2 separate regions of the Oncorhynchus mykiss genome follow, and region 2 is linked to region 1. A link is a contact called in public Hi-C data. All regions are on one chromosome and are shown on one strand. The core of a region is the stretch at or near the end of the contact, and the rest is flanking DNA. Distances in the headings are between cores, read along the strand shown. Region 1 holds the start of LOC110532278 (ADP-ribosylation factor-like protein 8A). Region 2 holds the start of mrgbp (MRG/MORF4L-binding protein).

The links. Hi-C and Micro-C count contacts between places; a contact is called where the count stands out from the background.
Region 2: a contact with region 1 is called in a Hi-C map of liver, with 3 times the contacts expected there. The contact joins the promoter of mrgbp here to the promoter of LOC110532278 in region 1. A contact is called at or near these places in 2 of 3 Hi-C or Micro-C datasets (blood and liver).

Annotation. Positions count from the first base shown.
Region 1 is chr9:48,992,613-48,996,981 of USDA_OmykA_1.1, reverse strand. LOC110532278 (ADP-ribosylation factor-like protein 8A) reads right to left here and starts at 2,347. Exons shown (of 7, transcript XM_021616025.2): 1 at 1,900-2,347; 2 at 1,250-1,330; 3 at 946-1,019; 4 at 729-822; 5 at 434-501; 6 at 247-317; 7 at 1-159. The coding sequence starts at 2,022. The coding sequence ends at 104. It overlaps LOC110532277 (tyrosine-protein phosphatase non-receptor type 7-like), which reads right to left. Exons shown (of 10, transcript XM_021616024.2): 7 at 4,325-4,369; 8 at 4,017-4,174; 9 at 3,479-3,592; 10 at 2,447-2,975. The coding sequence ends at 2,807.
Region 2 is chr9:49,161,499-49,165,867 of USDA_OmykA_1.1, reverse strand. mrgbp (MRG/MORF4L-binding protein) reads right to left here and starts at 2,319. Exons shown (of 6, transcript XM_021616036.2): 1 at 1,926-2,319; 2 at 1,193-1,314; 3 at 982-1,063; 4 at 818-892; 5 at 508-664. The coding sequence starts at 2,085. The coding sequence ends at 555. It overlaps LOC110532286 (DNA-binding protein inhibitor ID-1), which reads right to left. Exons shown (of 2, transcript XM_021616037.2): 2 at 4,179-4,369.

The sequences.
Region 1 (4,369 bases), core at 1,098-3,597:
ATAGGGGGAGAATGGACAAGCTTGGGAGGATAGAGGACAGGGTGTAAGGGACCTGTGCAGGTCTGTGGGGCGGTCTCAGGGCTGTGACCGTGAGATGAGGTTCTCATGAAGTGCTCCGCTTGGTTCTGGAGTGCTGGATCAGCCACTGTAGTGTTATATCTGGGGGTAAAATAACAGAAGTTTAAAATGCAATGAAATAAATAAGAAAACTGGAGATAACAAGTCATGAAGTCGTCAGATACTGACCAATGTTGTCCTTTTCCTTGCAAGAGATAGAGTAACAGCATATTTCTCTGTCCTGGATGGCTGAGAGGTTCCTGTGGATCACAGAACAGCCATGAGTATCACTCATTCTCTCTCACACACACACACACACACACACACACACACACACACACACACACACACACACACACACACAGCTGGTGCTTACATCCTCTCAATCAGCTCTTTCTCATCAAGCGACCCAGGAAGATCTCTCTTGTTCCCCAAGACAAGGACCTGTGAGGGGGAAACAATATGGAGAGTTGGACAAAGTCAAAGTATTATGAATATAGGCCATTGAGCAGACGCTTTTATCCAAAGCTACTTAGTCATGAGTGCATACATGTTACGTATGGGTGGTCCCAGGAATCCAACCCACTATCCTGCATTGCAAGCAACCATGCTCTACCAACAGGCCTACTACTGTAGCTATTAGATCAGCCAGTTCTGTATGAGGTACTCACAGGAATACCCTGGAGCTGGGGCTTGTCCAACAAGTTGTGTAGTTCATTCTTAGAGGCCTCGATTTTCTCTGGGTCAGCTGCATCAACCATGTACCTTTAAAATGATGTGGTTTCAAAAGGTTGAATAAATATCCTTATTTGAAATGGGCAACCAATATAATTGACCACCCCCACCACAAGGGGTAGGAGGCATGACTGAGTCAATACTGTTACTCACACGATGGCACTGACTCCTCGACAGTATCGCTCCCACATACTCCTGAATCGAGGCTGACCACCGATATCCCACAGCTAGAAAAGCAAGGGATCAAAACATCAATACAGCCTTGATACTGTGAAGCTAATCCGTTTTACACCTTTCACAATTAATAAAATAGCTTCAGTAAGTCACAGTCAATCCGAGAGCCCATCCAAGATCCCCCTAAATACTTAACTCGCTCTCGCTGGAGTAACCAAGTGATGAATCAAGTATGACTATTAAGTGGCCTGACCCCTGTCCGTTGACCTGGCAGTGTACTGACCTTAATGGTGACGTTTCCCTTGGTGATTTTCCTCATGTTGAAGCCCACTGTGGGAATCATGTCTTCACTGAACTGGCCTGACTGCAAGGGGTTAAGAATAGAGGTGGGTTACAGATTAAGTTAAATGAAATCACCTGGCAAATACTGTTTGTAATATTGCTAGGACTTAAATTGTAAAATATGATCCTGTCGCTCATAAAACTGACCCTAGTAATTTCATGAAAGGGACTTAAGAAATACGATTGAATGCACTGTGCACAAGTGAACTGTCAGGACATACACGTGTGTGATGGGGGGATGATAATAGGCGAGTATTGTCCGTTTCCACAGGTCACGGTGTGGTGACACTACTGCATGCCTCATGTGCATGCTGTCGTTAAGCGAACAGAGCTAGGGTCATCATCAGCGCCCGTACATGTCAGCAACGACACACGTTAGCTTCCTCGCTAAAGCCGATATTTAAATTATGTCATCGAGACGTAGCTAGCTAACGTGATACAAAATGGATATAACAACAGAAGCTAGCTAACGCTATCTAACTGCTGAGCTAGCAAGCGCTTGCGTTGGTGGAGCACACGAGCGGACATCTCGATCTGTTCAACAAGGACACATCAGCAGATCAGAGGACAGTAATAAATGATTGACCGTACCGCAATCACGTTCACGAAGGTTGTCTTTCCCGAATACTGTAGCCCCACCAAAGTCAACTCCATCTCCTCCTTCCAAAATAGTGCTTTAAACCAGTCAAGGAGCTTGTTGATCAAAGCGATCATTCTGGGAGCGTTGTGATGGCACTGCTACTACTGGGAAAGGGAGCTTGCTAGCCAGCTAGCTAACGTGAGTTACAAGTTCCCTAGCTAGCGCTATCTAGCGTGCAGTGGCAACACAGTAACGTTACATACAGAACGAATAGCGTGCCTATAATGAATACTCGCTAAATAATCTGTTTTGCGCGCACGTGTTGGCTATATTATTTGATGGGTTTTTTTCAGTTATCTGCCTTGTTTACTATGCCTCTTTCCTCCCTGTCTGTATTTTCCAATAAGGGTTGTTCTTCCTCATTGAGTGGGGTTTCAGAATCACGTAGTGAGAGGAGTTCTCGATAAAGAGGGTACTCAGCGCAAATGAGGCTCTGCTTTCCCGAGACTTGCCCTCTGCTGGAGAGAAGGAACATTACCGTAGCTTTTGTGTATTTATTTTCTGTTCTACATATCACCACATGTAATGAATGAATGATCAATGATGAAATAAACCTGGAACCTGGAAAAGCATCAAATAATAATACATGTATTTATCTACTTCAGCATGTCTAGTGAACTGCAATTAAGGTCTAATTAGAGCCAAGGACATTATGCATAATACTTGTTTTTATTATCATGGTAGCAAATATGGACAATATTAATAATAATGACGTTCAATAAAATTCTAACTGCATGGTGTGGTGAGTACCACATCACATGCCCATAAAAATGCCACAATCAATATCACGGTCAAGAGGATGAGATGGCCACAGTGTGTGAGCAGATTTCCAGGAGCTTATTCCCCCATGCGGAAATATCAAGTTTTAGCTGGGTTTTCTCTGTCACCGCATGTCCCCGTGGTTTTAATGGTCTGGATAGGGACAGGGCTCTCTGAGCCACTGTCTGTGTTCCTCAGCTGCCTACTGTACTGAGCCAGGGTGAGGTACAGGAACTGGTACTGCTCACTGGTCTGGATCATACCACCCCTAAAAACACAGAGGCAGAGAGAGTGAGGGAGCAGCATCGATTAGGGCAGCATCCCCAAACTACACCATTTTTTTCATAACTCAAGATAAATATCAAATGCTGTGTTTGAACCAAAGTGCTCACTTGATAGTTTATGTGATAAGTAACAGAGTTTGGTTTAAATTTGCTTGTCACTTTAGTTTCAAGTTTTAATGTCACGTGCACGAGTACAGTGAAATGCCTTTCTTGCGAACTCAAAGCCCAACAATGCAATAGTCAATAACAGTGTATTACTAGAAATAAAGAAAAAACACGAGAAATAAGAATAATAAATATGAAATACGCAATTAAGTTAGTAAGCATACTATATACAGGAAATATTTAAAAAATTAGTTTCAATAGCATATTTACATGTGCAGGGATAGTGGAGTGATGGAGGTAGACATGTATAGGGGTAAGGTGACTAGGCAACAGGTTACTACCAGAAGTAGGGCGGATGGCCAAAGTGTGTAGTGGCTAGTACCTGTCGAGGCGTAGCTTACAGACGATCTGAAGCACATCAGCCTTACTAGTGTGTTGCAGCTGTAGGCATCCAATGCTGCTGGCGATGAAACAACCTGTTCTGCCAATCCCTGCACTGCAAGACAGAGAACATGAGATCATGTCAAATAGAGCTGTAACATTCAAACGTCTGTCATACAATGTATTTATACTTCAATCTTTCTGATACAGTATCTACCAGAAATACACAGCCCACTTGTACATTATACTGTATATCACAACACAAACGGAATTCCATAGCATTCACCTTTGCCGTCAGTAAGTGAATTCAAGCCATTCACCATGAATCATTTCGGAGCCTAATTCTGACTGACATGGTATGTGAAAGGAGCCTCCCTAAGGTGTCGCAACGTATAAATCCTCTGGAAGTGAGATCCGTTCAAGTAGCCCAGGGCTATTTTCTTTTCAAGGACATTCTATCATACGTCATTGTTTGATCTTTCACATTTATTATATTGATAGCTAATGAGAACCCGTGTTAAGGGGTGTGCCAGTGGGACCTGCAGTGGACGATTGTGGGTCCTGGGCTGGGTATGGACTGCCTGTGTTCATCCACATCCACCACCAGTCTGAGCAGGGGCCCAGTGCAGTCTGGGGTCTGGTGGTCTGGCCATGTGGAGTACCAGTAGTGTCTTACCTGCCTGTTCTCTGAGCCCACCTGTCAGACACATTGTTGTTAGTGAATTATTTGGTTCATTCTTTCATTCAATCATTCATTCAGAAGTTCGGAATTTTAAAACTGGTGTAACCCAGCACTTTGACTGGCATTACTTCACACTTTACAGATGATAATAACCTACTATCTCACCTGTATAATCATATCTCGAATGGTGTAGCCATCACATTCTTTCAC
Region 2 (4,369 bases), core at 1,070-3,569, 170 kb before region 1:
TCCTAAAGAAGTTACATCCACATTGTGTTTTGTTTCCTTGCCACGATACTATTGCGATACTGGTATCGTTCCGGCCCTAGCTACTACAGTGACTTGGTAGGGTATGGTGGACTCAAATTAAACCCGTTGTTATTCTAGTGTCAGGTGGTACTGTTTGCTGGGTACATCAATAAAGATATCATGTACAATAGACCAGGGGCACAGTGGTGGATAGAGGACCAGAGTAGAGTTCAACAGACAGGTGACATTCAAATAGTCTTAAGAAAAGGAATGATGATAGAAGAGAGAAAAGGTCGGTTCAAGAGCACCAAGTCATAGCCTCCAATTCCCATCACCACCCATTTGAAACATGCAATTATATCTTCTGTCTTCTGTCATCAAATTCCATCAAAACAAAACAATATAGAACTATAACAAAAATCGACATGCCATGCTTGAAAATGTCTTCAAAACCCCAAAAAAATTTAAAGGAGAGAAAAAGAGAAACTGAGAAAAATACAGACGCACATTTTTTTGTGCACTAGGCGGGGTGGTCACTGTAAAGAAGCCTCTGGTTATGAGCTGGTCTGTACTGGGGTCAAGCTGGAGTTTTGGAACAGATCGAAAGAGTCCTTCTGTCCATACCTCTCAAAATCCTGGCCAGCAGCCATACTGGGACTCAGACCTTTAAAAACGAGACACAAACGACCAGGGTGAGGGATGTCGCTTTTTGTGCCAAAGGAGAAGAGATGCACGGACTCAAGTCAGAGAGAAAGAGGAGAGGAAGAGGGGGGCATAGGAGGGGAAACATAGCTAATGTATCTGAATGAGAGAGAACCTTCTTCATGCATGGCTGGGGGGTCTCGTTCTTCTTTGAAATCGTCTTTCACGTCGTCCTCGGATACCAGTTTACCTGTTTGAGGCAAAAAGAGAGAGAGTATGGACTTTCCAGTAGTTCAGCATTTGAGTAAGTATAGTGGATTCTGAAAAAAGAGACTTTACCTTCTTTTACTTGTTGAATAATCTCGTCTGGAAGATTGAAGCTCTTCTCTGAGTTGGGAAACGGCAATATTTCAGACTCATGCTGCAGTGGACAGAATGTGTGACTTTATCATTAGTGTTCAGTATTACATAAAAACAAAAATTACAGCTGACTGTCAATCTATTACAATCTATTACAAATGCCAGACAAAGATCATGATGCTTTACTCACCAAGGCTGACATGTCATACATAGTTCCCAGGTGGTCCCAGATCACCTTTGATGACACTTGCCTCCCAATATTCTGGCTGAATTTATCCCGGATGCAGATCATGTGAAAGTGACGATTTACCCCTACAGAAAAAAATTCCGGACCAAGTGGTAGGTTGACAATCTGATTCAATATTCTATAGTCAGACCATTCAAATCTAGTTATGGATCATAACAAAGAACAATATTTTGGCCAAAAGTAAAACTAGAGATAGCTAGTTTACTTCTTCTTTAGCTAGTACAATAAGCTAACGGCAGGTAAAAATAATTTAATTAAAGGCAAAGCAATTGATTTTGGGAAGAGAAGCTGTTTGTGTTATGATTTCCAGATGTGTATGTCAGACCGGAAGTTCAATTGGCTTGCTACCGAACGCTATCTCAGTGAATACATTTGACCAACACACTTTGAGAGAACATGCAGATGTTTAGCTAGCTAGCAAGCTAAAATTGTAAATGATTGTGTGAGTTCATTGAGATGTGTCATTATCTGGCTATGAGTAGATAGCTAGCTGTGGATAAGCTGGCTAGCTAAGTTGTTGGGGGTTTGTTGTGATTGTGGCTCTTGTCTCGTCTTCTGCGTCACGTCTCCACTATAACCTGGGGCTTTCAGGCCTACACGATCAACACACAGCTCGTTAGCTAACGTTGAGTTAGCAAGCTACCATACGGTTAGCTTGCTAACTTTATATTCTTACCTACGGGTTTGTGACCTAGCATTGCATGGAACAGGCACACCTCGACTTCTTGACTCCATACCACCGAGTCTTCGATGTGACTGATCCCCGAGTCTGCCTGTTTTTCGTCGGCTGGAACAACCTCGGCTTCCCCCATGCTGTTGTTCTCTTTCAATAACATAAAACTGCCAGCAGGACAGAGAACAGCGCCCCTATCACTGGTAAAACGGTTATCCAACTGGGATGCGCTTTCACCCAGAGATGTTTGATACAATACATACAATACTTTGATAGGCTTGCTATAATAATATCATTTTTGAAATGTATTATTTTGCATGTGCACAAACCTCGGTAAAGTAGGCCTACAATGTGTATATGTGACCAGGCTACATTTAGACAGGGCATTCCATATTTGAGGCCCTCTTCGTGCACACAAACTGGACAGGTCTGGAGCTCTGGGGTAGCCGCATTCCCCTGCTTACGGTTACAATGTTGCACTGTGTCCAGTCTAGACTCGATACATTGTATCACTCACTTTATTACCCAATGATTGCCTATGGAAAGAAGATAAGGGGCTGCCTGTACGAACCATGTATCATCACAAGAGAGCGCTATATGACCTTGCGTCTTCTTGCTTCACCAGACTTCATTCAGCGCAGTAAAATTAAATACAATGGAATAGACACTATTGAATAGGACTACTCATAATACGGTCGTATGATAACATTACTATTGAACAGAGAAAAAATACTATTGAAAAGAGGAGCTGCATGTCAGATGTATTGAACAATGTATAATGATTTTGTTTTAATGCCACATTGCTTTTTATTTTAGATTGATAATTGGCTATATGTCTTAGTTATGTTCGTATCCAACAGGGTAATATTATAACCTACAAAGAGTAAAGAGTTATGCCAAGTGTAAAATTAACATTCATTTCCAGTCTCATGGTTGGCATTACATAAACTAACAAACAAGGTTCACTTGTAATTGGCTATGCCTACTATTGATATTATACAAGTCATTTATACGGTTTATTTTTCAGTTTCAGCTTTTTACCACAGTACATTATAATAACACAGTTTGTCATGTTCATGCCTCATTCGTGGATTTCAGTAACACACGTTAAAATAGCTCAGGAGACTCAGGACAAATCTATGGTAGATAGTAGGCTCTATTCAACAGTTGTATTTATTTCCACTCCCAGATGTAACGCGGCTCTAAATCCCCTGCAGTGCAGTGTGCACAGCTGCGGCGCTAATGTTTTAAAGCCGAGTCAGTGTGGGATTGTGTTTATGTGATAACATCGTGCCAAGGGCAGGAAAGGGCAGGCGGGCCCAGACTGAGCGGCGCCGCCGCACACCTGGGGAAGTTCAGGTTAAATAGCCTCACATTCCTCGGCGCACAGCTGATTGAAACATTAACAAACAGTAATCCGTGAGCCAGGCTGCAGATGGGTCGGGATCGCAGCCAAGAAAGGAGACTCGCTGTGTGTGTGAGAGAGATCGTGAATAGTAGGCTAAAGTTATAACTGAATATGAGAGCATAAATAATATTGGATGTTGAAAATGAATAAATCTCATAATCTAAACCATTCTGTGTATATCATTAATATTCATTACCCACTTTTGAGGGCTATGCTGAATGCCTAGGTTATTTCAATTAGGCAGTTTTATAGTTAAATTATAAGTAGGCCTATAGAGGTACACAAGTGTAGGTATATTATGGAAACCTGAATAGATTATTTTATGTTGAATGCTCACTTAATTTTAGAATAGTTTGGATAATATCCAAGTGTTATAAGCTGTGTAAGTAACATTAAGCATATATGTAGCTCATTAACGTTGTCATACTCTGAATTAGTAAGAGTAAAGATCCATCGATTCAAAATGGCAGTGAGTTGTCAGAATGACAAATGTTTTACTCATACTTGATTGCTTTTATTTATACGGCACTGTTGAGGGAATTTGCAAGTAAGCATTTCGCTGTACCGTTTATACCTGCTGGAAACTGAACGTGACAAATTAAACTTGTGTCAATGCAATAATTGTTAAGCAACATACTGTTGTCTTGATTTGGTTGCTTAGTAGATCCAAAGATGGTTCTGTTGATTGAACTTATTGTAATCGTCCATGCCTGCTAAAACGACGCTTTGTGTGGAAATATAACTGCTAAAAGTTAAACCAAGGTAGTAGGCGACAGCTATCAACGTGTGTGTTGTGAATAAACAAGGTTCAAACTAAAGAATGAAGAAAAAGGAGCAGGAAACACTCATCTACCATATCTGTTTTAATAAAAACACCATAAGTACATTGTTATAAAAACAATATTGGGATCACATCTGCATCATTGTAATATACAATACAAATATAGCTCAATCTGAGAAATTTACTTTTTTTTTGCAAAAAAACATATACATATTTTCTAGGTATGACTTGAACAAAATACAGAAAATAGAAATCGAA